Linked DNA regions of Mus musculus: region 2 is linked to region 1. The links are chromatin contacts, called in public HiChIP or PLAC-seq maps. All regions are on one chromosome and are shown on one strand. Each heading gives the region's core, a stretch centred on a gene start, on an enhancer-like site or on the middle of the called end of the contact. The rest is flanking DNA. Distances are from core to core; before and after follow the strand shown. Region 1 holds the start of Tmem168 (transmembrane protein 168). Region 2 overlaps Gm38767 (a long non-coding RNA gene).

Evidence for each region. HiChIP or PLAC-seq counts read pairs in DNA pulled down with a chosen protein or histone mark.
Region 2: a FOXA1 HiChIP or PLAC-seq map of pancreatic cancer cells shows a contact between it and region 1. The contact joins the enhancer-like site here to the promoter of Tmem168 in region 1. A contact is called at or near these places in 2 of 39 promoter capture datasets (the C10 cell line and cranial neural crest) and 5 of 115 datasets of contacts at active chromatin or transcription factors (bone marrow-derived dendritic cells, bone marrow-derived macrophages, embryonic stem cells and 2 more).

What each region holds. Positions count from the first base shown.
Region 1 is chr6:13,604,528-13,610,022 of GRCm38.p6, forward strand. Tmem168 (transmembrane protein 168) reads right to left here and starts at 3,571. Exons shown (of 5, transcript NM_028990.5): 1 at 3,303-3,571.
Region 2 is chr6:14,041,800-14,046,833 of GRCm38.p6, forward strand. It overlaps Gm38767 (a long non-coding RNA gene), which reads left to right. Exons shown (of 4, transcript XR_868803.3): 4 at 2,395-5,034. Among named protein-coding and RNA genes, the nearest start is that of Gm38767, 26 kb to the left of the region's middle. Within about 2 kb of position 3,057, at least 25 of the 459 cell types and tissues checked have an H3K27ac peak or open chromatin away from gene starts, as enhancers often do. A contact at or near this core is called in pancreatic cancer cells, where this site is marked.

The sequences.
Region 1 (5,495 bases), core at 2,321-4,820:
ACACAAGTACTGATCCATCCAGTAGGTAGTTCTTCAGTATACTGTAAGAACAGATCTATTGCAATAGCTTAGCCATATAACACTCAAAAACTCATATATTCAGAAAACAAATAGTTTGTGGTCTAGGGCTACATATCAGTGCTAAGAGTGCTTTCCTACGATGAACAAGGCATTAGGCTTGAACCACATCACCAAACCCACACATAGGGGATCAGTTTATTTAAACTTTCCTAATAGAGATGCACTAAAAGGCACTCTCACCAGACACATGAGCTAACTTAGAATTAACCTCTACCCAGCCTTTGGCTGGGGAGCAATGCCTGGGAGACAACTGTAGGATTCCAAGCATATTTCAAGTGCTATTTCTATATCTACTTTCTTATGTTCCAAAACATATTTTTATTTATAAATCTATTCATCAGATATTCAAAGTAACTTTCCTCTATTGGGTTTCCATGAAAGCACTTCTTGCCATGTGGAATTAATGAAAATGTCTGGTATTTTGTTGTTGTTGTTTATAGTGGATGTTTTTTCATAAGTGTAACAAACTGTCTGGGCGTGGTGGCACACACCTTTAATCCCAGCACTTGGGAAGCGGAGGCAGGCAGATTTCTGAGTTTGAGGCCAGCCTGGTCTACAGAGTGAGTTCCAGGACAGCCAAGGCTATACAGAGAAACCGTCTCGGAAAAACAAACAAACAAAAGTGTAACAAACCGATAAGATCTGGACTACAAAAAAATTCATAAAATATTATGCCTATACTACACAGAGCGAGAAAGAGAGGGAAAGACTTAAATGCTGGCGGTAGATTGTAGGATTAAAATAAGTACTACTAGAGGGAGAAAAAAAAATTCACTGCACACTCAGGAAACACCCTCTTGACACTCACATTTCACTGTATTTTAGCCACATGACTGCTTCCTATAAGGTCATAAAAAAGAAACTTCCTTAGGTTCCCAATAGCACAAATCCACCTTTCTCTGCATCTCTGCATGTCAGCCAGAGTCCCCTTCCCTGTATAAATCCTTCCTGTTCCAGAACGCCATTCTCTCTCCAAACTCTCTTTTCTCCTTTATTCACTAGTACTTAAGCTTTATTCACTAGTACTTAAGTGCTTATTCACTTACTAGGTCGGCTTTTAAAACTACCAATGGGTAAAGAAACAACAGAAAAAAATCTTTGTTCTCCCCATCTTGTCTACCACATTCAGTTTCCTCCCTCCTCACAGCTAATGTTTGATCAAGTTCTCATACACTCACTTCAAAATGCTGAAAGGTGTGATTCCCTCAGTGCAACTGCTCTGGCAACTTCTAGAATGATCCGCAAGTTCCTGAACATGATGGAATCCTTACAGGAGTCTCCACGTTTTCTTTAGAAGCCTTCATACTGATGAGTACTATCGCCTTCTGAAACTTCCCTTGGCTTCTAAAGTCTAGGAATCCATATTTTTTTCACAAGTCAGTGCTTTCTCCATGATTCTCTTGAAAGTTGTTCATTGCTAACCCATGCTTAATCCCAACCCTAGGCTTTGAGCAATCTAAATTGCTTCCATATATTATGTAATTTTGAAAAAGAACTACAGCTGTACCATGAAATATTGTGCAGTCACATTCTTATGAGCCTTAGTTTTAAAGGTTTTTACCCATTCTGACTTTTAAAAATAGCCTTAACTAGAAATGAAAACAAATTTTAAAAGCATTGTGACTGTTTTTACTTGAGCTGCCTTCCCTAATGATTTGATGGAAGACTCCAGAGGCAAATAAAAGCAGAATGGAGTCAATGAGCAAGTCACTGCTAAAGTCCATTAGAAAGATCTCCGGCTGGGGTCATAACTCAGAAAGCATACTTAGCATTGGGGAGGCGCTGGCTTTGACCCCACTATAGTCCTATCTACTCCTTTAACCTTCCCCCACACTTCTTGACCCATGAGTTAATCCTCACACGTTCTTGATTTCTCTTTCCCTAAGCATCTCTTTCACATTTCTACTACTTCTTATCCGCCAAAAAATCACCACCTAAATTTTGGTGACAATGACCTCATTCTTAAACATGTTCCTTTTTTTTTTTTTTCCCTTCCCTATCAACTTCTGCCCTTCTTAAAGTGTGTTTTTAAGACCCGAATTTTATCGTGTTATGCTCCACTATGCAAAATTCTCTATTGGCTTTCCACCCCTCACAGTATTACAGTGTAAACTTTTCAGTGCCTTTATAAAGTGCTACACAGTGGACAGGAATAACTGCCCCATCTGTTACTGCTCTTCCTCTCACTTTTATTCCAACTACACTTCAATTATGAACTACAGAAATGGCGTGCCCTCTCTGGACATATTCCTTTTCCTCCTCCTAGCCCTATCTGCCCTTTATCTGTCAAACCCTTCATTCAGGTGTGGGCTTACAATTCTTTTCGTAGGAGAATCGCCTCTCGGATCACTCTCTCTGAAATGGAAAAGTAAAACTACTCTTTTCTTCACCATTTGTTTAATGTCTGCATTCTTCACAGGTCACAAAGTCTCTGGGGAGATCTGTCTTCCACAATGCACGCTCAGTATCCAGCAGTCTGTAATCAAGTTAACATTCAATTCCGAAGGGGGGGGGGCGGGGAGAGGAGACTGACTAATAATAGAAAAAACTACTTAAGAAATGCAGATAAAATAAACCACTTTCTAATAAGCCACAGCTAGCACTAGTACTTAAGTGAGAGTCCAGGAATCATTGGCTTGTCTGCTCTTGGCTTTACTCCAACCTTCACTTAATTCACCAAATTTCTTCCAAAACAGAAAAGTGCCCTCATGGTGTCCTAAGACAATGGACTTCAAGACACAATGTATCGCTTTCATAATCCTTCAGTGGAAATCTATGTCTGTTCCTCGTAGGGGAAATGTCCAAACCTGAAAGAACAACACTGAGCCGTCAGGAGTTGGAGACCTGCAGCCTAGTTTCTCTGAGTTCCTGCTAATAACTCTTTCGGCCCACCTCTTAACTAGAAGAATGGCAACTCGGACTCTCCTTTTTGAGCAGCTATGGTAACTTCTCTCCCGTTAGGGCTCGATCTAGCGAGAGATGGAGAAGTGGGCTCGGGACCCTGGCTGTTCCGCTACCCCTTAGCTCTGGGACGAGGCGACACCACGCGACTCCCGGGTCAGGGTGAGGCGGGACACCGAGGCACGCCCTCCCTTGGCGGTCGCCAGCCCCCGAGCATCGATCCCACCAGGAGGCCGACGGGGCGGGGCCTGGCCGGCTCAGCCGGACCCTGGGCGGCGCCCCAGCCCTCCGCCGCCCCTCGGCTCCCGGATGCCCCTTACCCGAGTCAGCGGTCGCCAGCGAGCCTCGCTCTTTCCGCTGCGAAGCTCGCAGAGCCAAAGGGCGCGGAGCCTCCGAGCCAGAACGCGGAGGTGATGTGGGGACGTGAGCCCGAGGCCTCCCGCACTAGCACCGCAAGGCCTCGGTAGAAACTTTCGCTAGGACCGACACGGCCGCCATGTTTCCGCCGCTGACTCCCAGCGCTACGGATCGCCGTCAGGGACAAGGCGCGCCGCGCGCTTCCTTCCCTGGCCCGGCCTCCTAGCCGCTCTCCACGCCCAGCGGCGAGCCTGGGGAGGCAGGTGCTCGCTGCGCTGCCCCACCCTGGGCCTGTTTAACTCCCACCCGGGATTAGCAGCAAAAGCAGGGAAGACCACGGATGATCAGGCCCCAAAGCAGCGAGGTCACCGCTTAGAGTTGGACCGAAACTGAGCCAGCTAGAGTGGGATAATTGCAAGTGGACTATAAATCTATGTAGAAGGCGTTGCTGCTCTTTCATATAGGTGGTATAATATATGGCTTTGCATATGCTGACCAAACCTTCAAAACCTGTCTCTCCTTGCCCCAGCCTGCTTTTCTAATTAAGTCCGCCATTAATCCCCAATCCTGAACATCTTTATTCTACAGCCCTAGCTAGCTTTCCTTGGCCCTAAGCGCACCTTCAAACACCACAGATGATTTTAATCTGCATTCTGATGGCACTTAAATTAACATAGTTGTACACACGTGAGCGCCGCATTTCACAGGTGCTGCGGAGCAGCAGTCTCAGGGGTTGAAATTGGTTTCTCCATCTGTGAAATGGTAACAAAACCTTTCTCACAGGACTGTGAATATACAGGGAAACAGTGTGTCCCTCCATGTACAAAATGAATTTAAAAGATATTCAATACCTGTAAGAACACGTTGTTAAGGAGGGCTTTAAGACAGTCTCGTTCGCGTACGGACCGCTATAAATCCATCTTGCAATGGAGAGGAGATAATGGTTCCAGTTCAATAGAGAGCTTGTAAAAGTGGGACTTTAACGATTAGGATGCGGTAGGGATGCTTGAGCAAATGGGGAATCACATTAGCTTTAAGGGGGACAATGACTTGGAAGCATAACAACATTGTTGCTAACACAACAAAGGTACTTGTTACCTTGAAAACAGGAAGATAAGAAAGATAGAAAGCTAAACTGACTTCATGGCGTTCTTAGTTAAAAACTAGATTTTACTAGGGAATGCACAGTTGGGCCTGAAAAACAAGTTCTGAACGAAGCCTGAATAGAATACGGCCAGGCAAAAAGCAAGAAAACCCCTTTCCTTTCCCAAAAAAAAACATTTCCACCAAAAAGTCCCTGCCTGCCTTCTGATTCCATTTCCTGCTGCTTGCAGCCCCTCATATAGGTCAAACCATTTCAAACCCCTAGCCCGCTCATGTGTAAACAAACACTGATAACATCTATCCGACAAAGTTTCTTCTGTGGATTGAGGGAGAATGTGTGTTTTAAAAATGCCTTACAACCTTTAAATGGCTTATCCTTTCAGATAAACCTCCAAATCCTTAAATAGGGCATGTGGGTGTTATCTCAGTGGTAGCATGCTTACCTAGCTTGCATGATGGAGCAAGGGGGGGGGGGGGGGCGGACAGAGGAACATCCTCATATAGAAACAAATTGTGTGTTTTTCACCTCCAGTTTAAACTCCCACACACTCCCCAACTCTGTGCTCCAGCCTGCTTTCATTTCCTCAAATGTAGCCCCTGCCACCCTGTCCAGTTTCTCTTACTATGGCATTAGCTTAAGTTTCTGATAGAAATGTTTTAATGTTTTTAAAACAAAGGGATCAAATATTGCTGGCCCTTGCTAGTTCTCAACACTTAATTTATATTAGTGTTATCTGTGTGTGTGTGTGGTTTTTTTTTTTTTTTTTTTTTTTTTTTTTCCATGTCTCTTAAAGTTACAGTCGCCTTGGAGACGCTTGAGGACACCAGAGCTCTGTTGAGACTCATTAAGGGAAAGATTTTTCCTCCTGGTCTAAAGAATGGAATCTACTTCTGACCCTGGTTGGAGAACTGACATTCCGATCTGCTCCAAAGGTTGTAACATTTCATGCCATTGTCTCCTCCCTTCAGAGTCAGTGGAGCTAGGCCTGCCTATTATCTGGTCAAAGGGCTGTCCCTCAGGAAAGGAATGGGAGGAATAATTATCCTCTTAG
Region 2 (5,034 bases), core at 1,807-4,306, 440 kb after region 1:
GCTTAAAGAGTAGGAGTATTACTAGTCAGCCAAAAATTACATTAATAGAGAATATTCAATTTCAAGATATACCCTATGCTGGTATTAAAAGATGGACATTATAAATGCTGTGGGTTTGAGTGTTTATTAAAAATTTCTAGGCTAATATTCTTCAAAATATGTTGCCTTCTTGTCTGCTGTCTGTATGCCTGTCTGTCTGTTTGACTGTCTGTCATCTTTATTTTTGCAATCCCAAATACTCTGGGGGCTGAGGCAAGAGTATAACAAATTTAGACCCACTGTGGGTGACAGTAACCAAATGAGATTTTCTTTCAGTGTAAAATGTTAAAATATATTAAGTGATGTAGTTCAGTTATAGACCACTTACGTAGCATGTAGAAAGCACAAGATTCACATTTCAATTTGGGAATGGGGAAGGAAAGGAAAAGAATGATGGAGAGAGAGAGAGAGAGAGAGAGAGAGAGAGAGAGAGAACACCCCTTTAATGTGGAAAGATTGCTATTTGTGTAAAAGATGAATTTTTATGTAAAGAAAGAAATTACTATTTAAAAATTGGACACGTGGGACCTGAAACTTTGTTTGAAATGCCCAATTTTCAAATAAAACTGACAAGATCTGAAATAAAAGGTCAGGAAGCCACATATTGAGTCTAACATCAATCAACTGAAATTAATTCTAAGTCAACCTAGATGTACTATAGGAAGTACTTCAAGGGAGCTATTGCAAACCAAGTTTTAAAATATATTTAAAGACTTCATGGAAAGTATGACACTGATTTTAAAAAAGCAGAGACTTTTAACAAAGATATAATATGAAACAATTGTAAATTTTAGTGCCAAATCATGAAGAGTTATGATGGCAAATGATAGAAATCACAATCTGAAAGGTCTATAGAAATCATCCAATTTCAAGAGGACAGACAAAAGAAGTGTGAAGAAACAGAAGCAGTATGGATTCAAAGTCATGCTATGAAAATATTACATACACATCAATTATATAATTAATTGGACTCCAAGAAACAGGGGGAACATGGCTCAAAAGTCTTGAATCATTATAAAGACTAGATAGATTCATGAAACTTACAAATGCCAAAGGGAGTGTGAATGACCACACCCAACACAAGAAAAGTATTTGAAAATTCCAGTACCTTTGAGGGAAGACCTAGATACACTTTGTCTTAGTCAGGGTTTCTATTCCTGAACAAACATCATGAACAAGAAGCAAGTTGGAGAGGAAAGGGTTTATTCTGCTTACACTTCCAAACTGCTGTTCATCTCCAAAGGAGGTCAGGACTGGAACTCAAGCAGGTCAGGTAGCAGGAGCTGATGCAGAGGCCAGGGAGGGATGTTCCTTACTGGCTTGCTTCCCCTGGCTTGTTCAGCCTGCTCTCTTATAGAATCCAAGACTACCAGCCCAGAGATGGCACCACCTACAATGGGCCCTTCCCCCTTGATCACCAACTGAGAAAATGCACCACAGCTGGATCTCATGGAGTCACTTCCCCAATTGAAGCTCCTTTCTCTGTGATTAACTCTAGTCTGTGTCAAGTTGACACACAAAACCAGCCAGCACATACTTGTTCTGAAGTACACACCATAAATTTTGTAGACAATGGTTATAGTTGGTTTTGAACAGTAATTTCCACATTAAAATATTTCTTGGCAGCTATACAATCAGTTGACTATTCAGTGAAAGTTTTAAGAATTAGTTGCAGACAGGTACCAGCAATGCTGTTTCCATTTTAATTTGATTGTGCTGTTTATGACTATCTAAGCAAACATTAGACCAAAATTATCTTCTGCTTAACCTTGCTTTTGGAAACTTGTTCCATCATAATATATTACAGTCTATTCCAGGAGACAGTAAGTTTCAAGAGGGAATTCTTCAGTGTAAATAAAAGTAAAAGACAAGAAAAAAAAATATGTGAATTGAGATAAAGAAGATAATCAAGAGATACACTCAGAATGCCCTGAGTTTGGGAGATGCCACATTTTTCATTTTAGAAAAAGTGGGAAGAAATGGAAGGCAGGTTAATTATGTAAACAATCTCTTTTCAATAACTGAGCAATGTCAGTACACGATGCTACTGATGAGCATTGTAAAAAAAATTATACTCCAGTATATGTGAAATTAAAACAGTAAATACTATATAGCTTTATTCTTTCCAATAGTAAAATAACTAGATTAAATATTTTACCATTAAAAATTATTTTTGTGTCATAGTATGGATCATTGAGATTTTCCATTGTTAACCATTCTTATTCCATCCGTTTCTGCTATTGTTTCTATTATTCATTTTCTTGTGCTTAATTCAACTTAATTTGCTGTTTTCTTTCAAGAGGACAATGTAAAATAATTAATTCTTGAACTGTTCTTTTATGTATTCTAATATAGTGTTGAAGAGATGGCTCCGAGGTTAAGAGCACTGACTGTTTTTTCAGAGGTCCTGAGTTCAATCCCCAGCAACTACATATGACTCACAACCATCTGCAATGAGATTGGATACTCTCTTCTGGTATGTCTGAAGACAGCAACAGTGTACTCATATACTTGAATAAATGAATAAAATCTATTAAAAATTCAAATATAAACATTTCCTACTATAAATTGAATGTTATTACTGCTATCACTACATTTAGAGTATTGTTTTACTTTTATTTTCTTGCAAATATTTTCTCTTTGATGAATAGTTAGGAAACATGTCACTAACTCTAAACTTGGGGCTTGGAATTGTTCATATATTCTTCTGTTATTCATTTGTAGTTCCATTTTATTACAGACTAACATAGACTCAACATGCTTTCTTTTCTTTTTTTTTATTTAAACAATTTTAATTAGATATTTTCTTCATTTACAATTCAAATGCTATCCCGAAAGTCCCTTATACCCTCCCTCCTCCCTGCTCCCCAACCCACCTACTCCTGCTTCCTGGCCCTGGCATTCCCTGTATTGGGGCATGGCCTAGAACAGTGGTTCTCGACTTGTGGGTCACAACCCTATTGAGAGTAGCATATCAAATATCATGCCTATCAAATATTTACATTATGACTCAGTCATTACAGTAGTAAGGAAAGAATTTTATGGTTGACATAACCACAACATGAGGAAGTGTATTAAGGTGACTCAGCATTAAGAAACTTGAGAACCACTGGCTTAGAGGATAATCTATGTCGGTGAACATCCCATTGTGTTTTTAATAATGTCAGTTTTCTTTGATTAGGAAGTGCTAAATATTTGGATGTTGCACTAATGAACAGTGTTCTTCGGTCTTCCACACCTTCATGATTTTCTGTTCAAGTTTACTGTGTGATATTGAAGGCATTGAAGTCTTCAGTTACAGTTATTCCTTTATCTCCTTCTCTTTTCATTTCCAATACTGGATTAATAGTGACACATTTAAAACTAATTTTAGTAAGTACTCTAGAACTTTCAATGTGCATATGCAATATGACAGTCAGTCTTAGAATATTATTATACCATCTATGTATATATATAACTTAAGCAGCATTCAATGCTGAGTTACAATGTTCTTTCTTAATTTTGTGCTTTGTTTTATTTTGCTTCTGCATATTTCACATACATTATTGTGTTACTATTTTTGTGTTAGACATTTAAGTGTTTCTAAAGTGGCTGAAAATAATGTGTTACATGATAACACATTTTTTTTTAAATCTGGTTCTGTCTGTCTGGAATTCAGATTCAATAAACTTACCTTTTTAAGTCTCACTATCATGGGCATGAGGAGGAGGCACCTGGGAGTGTACATGGGTATGCATGTGTGTAGGAGGGGTGCTTAGAGGTGTGTGCATATATATATGTATATATATGACATATATAGATATGAAATATCTTTTTCAGTAATTTTCAATCTCAATTTTTAGTTTTATTTACTTCTGTGGTGTGTGTGTGTGTGTGTGTGTGTGTTTGTGTTAATATGTACTAGTTCCATGTGGTACATGTGAATCACAGAAGAATGTGCCAGATAACTATAGTTACAGGTGGTTGTGAGATGCTGTGTGGTTGCTGGAAAATAAAACTGGGTCCTCAGTAAGTTTCTTCAGACCCTTCTTGCTGTGTTTGAAGCAGAACCTTTCCTTTTAATGATTGGACCATAGCAATTTGGTAAGATCAATTTTCCATGGACCCAAGGGATCTTGCTCTTACCTGGTACCAGAAATCTGGATTCGTATCCTCACGCCTAGGTGACAAGTACAACTACAATAAATATTTAACCCTTCACTGATTTGAGCGAGGCATGTACAGTTTCATCTTAGAAATTTCATAATCTCCAGTTCTTGAGGTCTCTATTTGTGTTGTTGTTGTCGTCTATTTTCTCTCTTCTTATTTAGTTGAGAAAATTAATTTGCTTTAGCTCCAAGTTTATTGATTCTTTCCTTACTATATACTTTGGGAGAAAGCACCACAAAGGGATTTTAAAATCTTTATTTCCATGGGTTTTATGCATTTTTTAGTATTTTCCATTAATGCTAACTGTTGTAGTGAAATACTTTTTATATTCCTACATGCTTTCTAATGTTTCCATTATATATTTATATATATATGTTAGAGTTATCAAAAAGCCATCTTTGGATGGCTAAGGGTCAGAGTCAACTCTAAGTCTGGTCCTTTAGTTGCTTTGTCTTGTGACTGCATGCCATTGTTTTTATTTATCATGACTTTCATTAAACATTGACATAACAATAGGAATGCGGATGTGGTGTTTATATTGATCAATGATATCACGGGGTTTAGAATTACCTTTGGCACAAATCTCTGGCCATGTCTGTGAGGGAGTTTTTGACCTGGGCAACTTGAGTGAGAAGTTATACCTACAAACGGTGGCATCCTTCTATAAGCAAGAGTGGCAGAATGCATCAAAAGAGAAAGGTAGCCCAGCACCACTTCCCTTCCAGCTCGGAATATCGTCTCCCACATCCTGACTGTGCACAGAATGTGGCCACCTGCCAGATACAGATGTGATCATGTCTTCCCTTTTCTAAAGTACTTCCCCTTGACTTACACCCTAAATAAACT